Linked DNA regions of Rattus norvegicus: region 2 is linked to region 1. The links are chromatin contacts, called in public Hi-C maps. All regions are on one chromosome and are shown on one strand. Each heading gives the region's core, a stretch centred on a gene start, on an enhancer-like site or on the middle of the called end of the contact. The rest is flanking DNA. Distances are from core to core; before and after follow the strand shown.

Region 1 (4,783 bases), core at 1,487-3,986:
CCACCCACCCAACCAACCAAGCACCCAAGCACCCAACCAACCAACCAAGCATCCACCCACCCACCCACCCACCCACCCACCCAACCAACCAAGCACCCAAGCACCCACCCAACCAACCAAGCATCCATGCACCCATGCACCCAAGCACCCAACCAACCAACCAACCAAGCACCCAAGCACCCACCCACCCAAACAACCAATCAACCCACCAAGCACTCAACCACCCAACCAACCAAGCACCCAACCACCCACCCACCCAACCAACCAGTACTGCCCAGCACACTGTGGAGGGGCAAAGTTGCTATGTCCAGTGATGTGGGAGGTTTGAGGGTGGGGGTGGGATAGGATCCTTATATTGGTCTGCTCACAGAAGCCAGGGACCCTCTTTTCTTTTATTTTATAGTGTAGGAAGCTGAGGACCAGAAGGGCATCTTATTGTGTTGGGTGACCATCCATGGTAGTCAGGACTCCCCCATGGGGAGTGTGCTCCAGCTTTAAGTACAACTTTTCTCAGGACACAATTTTTGCACCCATGGTGGGAGAGCATCCTTCTCAAGTTTAGACCATTTCCAGATGGGCTCTGGCTGTAGAGCAGCTGTATTCATGATGGTGGCATTTCTTCCCTATTTGGATCCTGCTGTCACAGTTAGAATAACTGACCCAGAAAGGTTAGTGGATCCAGAAGTCAACCTGTGTGGTAGAAAGGGCAAAGAAACTTCCAGGCCTGGAAATTAATTTTCCACTGAGCAGAATCTATATCTGTCACGAAATTCCAGTGCTAGCAGCTCATTTTTGCTCCTAACAATGTATTAGCAATAATTTATTAACGATCATTAAACCTAATCATGTGATCCAGAGCCTTGAGTCAGACCGTTGACTCAGGATTGATGGGGGGGGGTGAGGGTGGGGTGGGGAGGAAGGAGGCAGGTGAGAACATGGACTGGTCCTGCTAGGCTTCCTAGAAGATAAGGTAGGGGCTTGGGAGCCTGTCCGATCATGGAAACATGCCCGAGAAACTAGGCTTGCACTAGTGTGTGTGTGTGTATGTGTGTGTGTGTGTGTGTGTGTGTGTGTGTGTGTGTATTCATTCATTGCTCCATCATCCTCCATAGCAATCTTGTGCAAGAGTGAATGTTATCATCAGGTAGATGAGGGTGTGGTTTGTAGTTCACCTCTCAGTTGTCACAGCAGCCTGCAGAGGGGAGGGCTCTGAGCTCATTTGGTGGGAACTCTGTCATGCTCTCTGGCATGGAGATTTGGTGCTCACTGTTCAGGAGAAGTGCTTTGGAAGCACGCTTGGTGTGCACAGGGTAGTGTATGCTCATACCTGTACACATGCATGGCCACACATATGCATCTCTGTGTGTGCCTGGATCTCCTAGCATTTCCATACTCACCTAGGGAAGACACTAGACAGAAGCCTGAGGATGGTGGGAACTGGGAAGTCGACAGTCGACGTCTCCCCCTTAAGACCCCAGGTATGCTTAGAGGAATTTCATAACACTCTCTATAGGCTGTCACAATTAAAAATGGAAATGAATTCATCTCTGGCCTTGTCCCCTTGGAGCTTCTTCTGCACACAGTGAGAGCCTAATAAATACTTTATGAGGAGAGTCTGAACCAGGGAAGCCAGCAGCTGTTTTCAGCTCTGACTCTCAGAGACCCATGGGGCAGGTCAGACATGGAGTCACTGGGATCTCCAGTCTTCCTTACAGAGCCTGAGGTGACTCCAGGCCCAGCTGTTCCGGAAGAGGCTGGATCCAGGTTACTTCACACATCCTGCTTTGGGGAAGTTAGCTCTTCCTTGACGGATTCTCTTTGGCTCTTTCCCATCCATCATGTGAATACTAGCTACTGAAGGACCACTGTGTGTTGATCAGAATGGGGGGAAAGCATCTGGGCAGCGGCAGAGGAGCAGTGGGCTCTGATTGGTCTCTGTTCAAATCCCAGTGCCTTTAATTATAAGTGGAGTGGCAAGAGCTATATTTCTCATCTGCCTGTGAGTGGGCTTCTTTTCTTTTCTCTTTCCTCCTTTTATTTCTTTTTTAGGACGATGACGTCATTCAAAGAGTTGATGTGACGATTGGAAATAACAGAGGCTCCTGTACACAGCGCAGGTGCTCTGACAGTGGTAGGTGAGCTTCTCCCTGGCAGGAGGAGTAGATCCCTTCCGCTTCTGGCGGTCCACATTCAACATTTCCCGGTGTGAATTTTCTTTGTAAAATGCGAGCTCAGTCCCTATTCCCTTGGGCTTTGGAAGGTGTACCTGGAATGCAATGCGTGAAACAACCTGCACAGACACTGGCCATTAATCAACGTTTGTCCTCCGTTCCCGGTTCCCCCAGCATGGTGACAGCTTCCCCTTCAGGATGCTCTCAATCCCTTCCTTCCACCGCCCCAGCGCCAACGTTCATCCCGGATTGCTGTGGGCATCAGTTATCCTGACCATACCTCCAAGAGGAAAGAAGGCAGCTGCTCAGCTCGGGGGCGGAGTGTGGAAGGGTCGGAGTGGTAGTGGTCTTGGAGCAAAAACTACAGTTCCCAGTCCTCGTTGCGCTGCCTCCCGGCGAGGAGCGAAGGATGGCAGGCCCCTTCTTTGAGGCGGAGCCTGATTGGGAGGCGGAGTTAGGAGGGGGTTGGAGAGTTAAGCTAAGCCAATGAAACTGCTGGCTAATAAGTGGGCTTGGCTTGCCATATAACAGTGTCAGGAGGAGGAGAGCGAAGCGATTGAGCCAGCGAGGAGTGAAGCTGAGTCTGCCTCATACACTCCTAGAGGACCGCCTTCAGAATAGAGTTCTTTTCGCCCCTTCCTCCTTCTCCCAGCTCCTCTCCTGGCTTTTCTATCCGCCCAATACAATGCACACTCGAGTGGCAGCCCCAGAGAACTGAAGCAAACCAAAGAGAGAGGACTGGAGCCAAGACACTTCTGGTGGGGAAGCTTGGATGCCTGGCTTTCTTTGAGGTCATCTTTGGAACGAGGGTGGCTTTGGGGTGGAGGGTCGTGCTGCAGGGAACCCAGCCAGGCCCCAAGATGGACACTTCTGGGCACTTCCATGACTCGGGGGTGGGGGATCTGGATGAAGACCCCAAGTGTCCCTGTCCATCTTCTGGGGACGAGCAACAGCAGCAACAGCAACCGCCACCACCGTCAGCGCCACCAGCAGTCCCCCAGCAGCCTCCGGGACCCTTGCTGCAGCCTCAGCCTCCGCAGCTTCAGCAGCAGCAGCAGCAGCAGCAGCAGCAGCAGCAGCAGCAGCAGCAGCAGCAGGCTCCACTGCACCCCCTGCCTCAGCTTGCCCAACTCCAGAGCCAGCTTGTCCATCCTGGTCTGTTGCACTCTTCTCCCACGGCTTTCAGGGCTCCCAATTCAGCCAACTCCACCGCCATCCTCCACCCTTCCTCCAGGCAAGGCAGCCAGCTAAATCTCAATGACCACTTGCTTGGCCACTCTCCAAGTTCCACAGCCACAAGTGGGCCTGGTGGAGGCAGCCGGCACCGGCAGGCCAGCCCCCTGGTGCACCGGCGGGACAGCAATCCCTTCACGGAGATAGCTATGAGCTCCTGCAAATACAGCGGTGGGGTCATGAAGCCCCTCAGCCGCCTCAGCGCCTCTCGGAGAAACCTTATCGAGGCCGAGCCTGAGGGCCAACCCCTCCAGCTCTTCAGTCCCAGCAACCCCCCAGAGATTATCATCTCCTCCAGGGAGGATAACCATGCCCACCAGACTCTGCTCCATCACCCCAACGCTACCCACAACCACCAGCATGCCGGCACCACTGCTGGCAGCACCACCTTCCCCAAAGCCAACAAGCGGAAAAACCAAAACATTGGCTATAAGCTGGGGCACAGGAGGGCCCTGTTTGAAAAGAGAAAGCGACTGAGTGACTATGCTCTGATTTTTGGGATGTTTGGAATTGTTGTTATGGTGATAGAGACCGAACTGTCTTGGGGTTTGTACTCAAAGGTAGGGACGACTGTGGTTTCTCTTTATACATTCAACAAAAGGAGTATGTAGAGGAGAGAGAGAGAGAGAGAGAGAGAGAGAGAGAGAGAGAGAGAGAGAGAGAGAGAGAGAGAGAGATGTATTTCCTTTGCTTAGTTACATGGAACATCCTAACTTCTCATGGTTTTCTTCCTTGGTCCTGTGAGAATTCCTTTCTTGCTTCCCTTTGTGGGGACATCCCCATGCACTGTGTCTAATTTGCAGACTCTGCGTTAGGGAGGATTAAAGAATCCCTTCTGAGAAATCGCTCTTTTCCTCCAGGCTCACTCGTACTAAAGCATAACCCAGCAGCTTAACGCACCAATTAATTACACTCTGCCTTGATGTGTTTGCCAGTTCCTGCTACTTCCCTCCTCGTCTCCCCTCCCTGCTCCACTCCATTTTCCCCAGGATAAAAAAGAAATAAATGTCTGGTTGGGGGTGGGGATCCTGTACCATTCTCCAGCCCCCCCTCAAGTTTCTATTTCCCTTTTCTTCCCAGAGAGACTCCAGGGTAAAATACAGATGCTCCCAGGTCTCTCCCAAGGGCACCGGGTTAAAAATATAGGTGGAGGGAGTCAGCAGTGCTTTCCCTCAGGAAAGAGGACTCAGAATAAACCTGCTGCTGTCTTGTAAACATGGCCTGATAAAAATGGCTACAGGTGTTACCCAGGCAGAGCAGATGGGCACCGCCTTGGCATCGCACGGGGAGCGCTTCTCCTTAGGATGGGATGACAGGGCTTCCCCAGCGGGTCGCGGGAGTCGGCACCCCAGCTCAGCCTTGGTTCTTTCCTCCCACCC
Region 2 (4,608 bases), core at 792-3,291, 92 kb after region 1:
CTGCATTAGGCTGTGTTAGCCCAGGTTAGACAAGATTAGCCCTGGTTTGCCTGTGTTGCTACAGAATCCCCAGCTGTTCTCTTTGCAAACATGACTTATGAGCTTCCGCTGAACATCAGGAAACAAAGAAAGCCAGAGCCGCCCACAGTCTGCCTTCTAGGGAAAAGGCTTTGTGACCACAGGCTCAGGCACGGCTTAGGCACACGTGGTGCTGAGCACAGGAACATGGCCTGGCTCCCGCTTCTCACTCTGTTCTGGTTCATATCTCATGTTTCATGCTATCCCAGTCTAACCCAACAGCAGACTCAAGGAAGCCGACTGCCCTCACGTAAGAGCTGGCTGCTGGAAAGTAAGTAGTTTGAGGTCACAGGGCTCCTAAGTGAGCAGTCAGAATATAAGCATGAGTTCAATACCAAACTTCAAATTTCTCTTGTTAACCCAGGCTGGATCCTGCAGGGACAGGAAATTGTGCTCTAGACTGCCATAGCCATGTCCCCAGTCTGAGGTCTGAGGGCTACTGTGGTGACATAAGAATGCCAGACTTGTCGTTTGGTCTCCTCTGATGTCCATGTCTTCGATCGCTTTGCCATGCTGTTTCCAGGGCTGAGTTTATGTTCAATGAAGTCTTTATTCGTGTGCATACATGTGTATACATACATGTATGTTTGCTCACGTGTGTATGCTCCTGTGTACCTGTGTGGGTGCACATGCACATTTGTGTGTGCATGTGTGTGTACAGTGGATGTTACGTGCACTTACTCTGCCCTGTTGACTGGAACACCAATCGTCTCCACTTGGTATTGTGCTGGCTGTGAAAAGGCCACCTCTCAAGGGAGCTGCCTGACTCAGGGCCACGCCCCTTACTCAGAGGTGGCAGGAACCCACTGATAGAGTTTAAAGGCCCCTTTTCCTGCTAGAGCAGTAGTTTTCACCTACAGTAGTGGGTTTGAACGACCCGTTCACAGAGGTTTGCCCAAGACATCTGCATATCAGATATTTATGTTTCAATTCATAACAGTACCAAAATTATAGTTATGAAGCAGCAGTGGAATAGTTTTGTGGTTGGGGGGGTCACCACGACATGAGGAACTCTGTTAAAAGGTCACAGCATTAGGAAGGCGGAGAAGCACTGTCCTAAGGGATACCGGTCTAGGGTCATCAGACTCCAGGGGTCCCTAAGAAGTCACCGGAGGTTTCGGTTACCACTGTGCCACACCTAGCCTGTGCCCCGCTTCCTATGCTGATCATGAGAGCCTCCCCACATGCAACATTTCTGTCCTCCGATCTCTTGGTCTTTGACTCTGGCCCAGAATCTGACCTATAGGACTGTGAGATATGTACAGAACTCAGGCACGCAGGCAAAGCTCTTCCCTTGCCGTGGCCAGCTAGTTTCTTTTAGATCTGAAGGTGACCCTATGCTTTCCAAGGTCAAATAGGCATGACTGGCAGAGACACTGAGACAAGGGTTGTACTGGGGGACTGAAGGGTTGAGCCAGGGTGGGAGGAGGATATGACAAGATGACCTCGATCTCTCTCAGTTTGATCGGATGATGGCTCTGTCACCTTTGGTGTTAGAGGAGGTGGCTTGTCAATGGCATTACACACCATGACAGGTTCTAGAACCTGCTCTGGCTGCTGTTGCCCTGGTCAGGGTTTACACATGGCTCAGGTGGCCTCCATCAGCTGGACCTGTCTCTAGCTGTATGCACACACTTCTGAGGTTGCTATGGAAATTCTCTTTAGCAAGATGTGCTTTAGAAGTCATTTCTTCTATCTGGGGTTGGCTTTTATGGGACAATAAATGTTTTTACATCTCCTCCTGCCAAGGACAGACGGGAGTTAATAATGGCACAGAGGAGCCCTATGTTGGGAGAGCAACCCCTGGTTGCCAGGAGGGCAGCAGCAACATCGGCAGCTTGTTTTGCTGGGACCCCAGAGATGCATTACATCACTGCCTCCGGACGGAGCCTGACAGTTGCCGCACTCAGCATTCTCCAGGATTCTCTTGGCTGCGTGCCCACCTCCCACAGGCCTCCCAGGGCCACCCCAGGAACCTCCTCATTAAACACTGTCAAATGCCAAGCTGCAGTGGAAGGGGAACAGTGGAGGCCCCAGGTCCCAGTGTGCCAGGCCTGGGAAGGTAGCTTTCCCTGCACTCTGTGAACGAAGTTCTCGCTGCCTACTTACAAGTCTTTATCTCCTCAGAAGAGGCAGAGAGGCCTCCACAGCACTGACAAACATGGGCTGAGTCTTGCTTTGCAAGCAAACCTTCTCCAACCTCTTATCCGGCTGGGCCCTTTTGAATTCTTCCCCACCAGGGCTCCACAGGCTGTACACAGGCTGCCTGTCTTAGGGTCTCAGGCCTTGTCAGCAGGTGTTTGGTTTTGACTGTGTGAATTTTAATTTTTTTATGCAGGTATTTTAATGAGGAATTTAAATTTAAAGATCTTGCCTGTAGAACCAGAGAGAACCAGGACATTCTCGGGTTGGGGTTATAGCTCAGGGGAGAATACTTGACTAGCAAGAAGGAGACCCTGGGTTGATTCTCAGAACTGTGGCTGGAAAGCAGGAGGGGGATGAGGAAGAGGAGGAAGAAGAGGAGAAAGAAGGACCAAATTACATTCTTTTTTGTTGTTGTAGGTTTTTGTTTGTCTGGCTTGTTGGTTGGCTTTTGTTTTTCAAGGCAGAGTTTCTTTGTGTAGCCCTGACTGTCCTGGAACTCACTCTGTAGACCAGACTGGTCTCAAACTTAGAGATCCCCCTGCCTCTGCCTCCCAAGTGCTGGGATTAAAGGCATAAGGCACCAATGCCCAGCTCTAACCCATATTATTGTTCTCTGTTGGTGATTGGTGAAGCTCTGAGGCAGAAGCAGGAAGAAACAGAGGGCCGTGGCCATGGCTGTGACTTAAAGAAAGCAGTGTGGAGCTTGTCTACAGGATGCGGCTCACAGAGGAAGCCCCCATGCTGAGCTGAAGAGAGCTTAGCCGAAAAGGGCTTGAGGAATGGGGCTTGGGACTGTGGTTGTGGGGACCTTTGGTGAGGCACAAACTCCACTGTGGACCTTCCACAAAGATAGGTGGAAACTATGTGAAAATGGTAAGCGCTTCTAGACATAGCTATTTTATCTAAGATAATTTGAGTTAAGCCTGTATTTAATATACAGGTGTTCAACACACACACACACACACACACACACACACACACACACACACACACAGGAGGGTGATATATGCTAAAATTTTTTTTTACTCTTGGAAGTCTGTGTTTGTAAACGTTTGTGAATGACTGACTGAGAGAATCGGATGATGGATCAGGAAGGAGCCTACGCCTTGCGGGGAGCTCACCTCTAGTCCTACCTCTAGCTGGAGAAATGAGAAGAAACCAGTCAAGGTGGTCCTGCTCCCCAGTAAGGAAGAGAAAAATTACCCCGAAGATGCCAAAGAACGTTAATTGTGGGATACCTGAAGCAGCCTTGAAAGATTAGCTAGGCCTTGAAGCACGAGAAAGTAACAAGCAGTCTCTGTTATGAAGAAGACAGCAGTGGAGGAAGGAAAGCACACTTGCACATGCTCAGAGCACTGGAAAGTCAAAACTGGTTTTGTGAAAAAGAAAACCCACATTAGTGATGTTGATCTTCTTAAAATGTAGAAAGTAGAGGACCAACTTGGAAGCTTCCCCAGAGGGCCAAAGAGAGCACTCATGGGTAAGGGTGTTTCCTTCCTGATCTGAGTCAGAGCTTGGGAGCTCGTGTGGTGGGATGAGAACCAGCTTCTGCAGTTGTCCTCTGACCTTCATGGACTGTGGCACCTGCCTTCTTCCAGAAATATAAATGAATGAATGATGAATATCTAAAAAGCTATTTTAGAATCTAAGAGATGAGTAAAATGTGATTAACACAGATGGAGGCTATGAAGTCAAGATTTGGACAGAAATATAGCCAAAGATATACATGAAGAAAACTTTTCCAGAATGACCGACAGATAGGCAAGGAGTTGGTAGACTCAGAAAGGTCAAACTAAGACATTATCTTCTTTCTGTCAGCAGAGCAGTAGGGATCACCCCTAAACATATCCACTACTGTTTCTGGAATTGTATTAAATCATAAGATTAGCCAACCTAGAGTCACATGAGCAACGAAACTGTTTTCCTCAGATCTGCTAAATCTTAAGAGTCAGTAGGACATCTTGACAGAGTTTGCAGTCTGTGACCCACTCTGTCATTTGAATGAAACAACAAAAGACTCACTATTAAGATCTTAATAATAGGGGCTGGAGAGATGGCTCAGTGATTCAGACCACTGTCTGCTCTTCCAGAGGACCTGGGTTCAATTCCTAGCACCCACATGGCAGCTCACATGTGTAACTCCAGTTGCAGGAATCCATCGCACTCATTCTGAAATATATGCAGGCAAAACACCAATGCACATAAAATAAAACTAAAATGTAAAAAGATCTTAATAATAGACTGATGTGAAAGCCAGAGAGCTTTTCATGGACAGAGCTGCACATGATTGTCAAACTAAATTTTAATGTCAAAAGAAAAGTAGATGCTACAGATGAGGTGCACAAAACAAAAAAAAATAATTGAACAATAATTAGGGATTACAAA

What was found. A called contact is a pair of places that touch in the nucleus more often than the background predicts.
Region 2: a contact with region 1 is called in a Hi-C map of Schwann cells, with 2.1 times the contacts expected there. The contact joins the enhancer-like site here to the promoter of Kcnn3 in region 1. A contact is called at or near these places in 7 of 12 Hi-C or Micro-C datasets (the Rat2 cell line, Schwann cells, hepatocytes and 3 more).

The regions. Positions count from the first base shown.
Region 1 is chr2:177,231,604-177,236,386 of GRCr8, forward strand. It overlaps Kcnn3 (potassium calcium-activated channel subfamily N member 3), which reads left to right and starts at 2,737. Exons shown (of 8, transcript NM_019315.3): 1 at 2,737-3,964. The coding sequence starts at 3,032.
Region 2 is chr2:177,324,555-177,329,162 of GRCr8, forward strand. The region is part of intron 3 of Kcnn3 (potassium calcium-activated channel subfamily N member 3); the gene reads left to right. Among named protein-coding and RNA genes, the nearest start is that of Kcnn3, 93 kb to the left of the region's middle. Within about 2 kb of position 2,042, at least 23 of the 93 cell types and tissues checked have an H3K27ac peak or open chromatin away from gene starts, as enhancers often do. A contact at or near this core is called in Schwann cells, where this site is marked.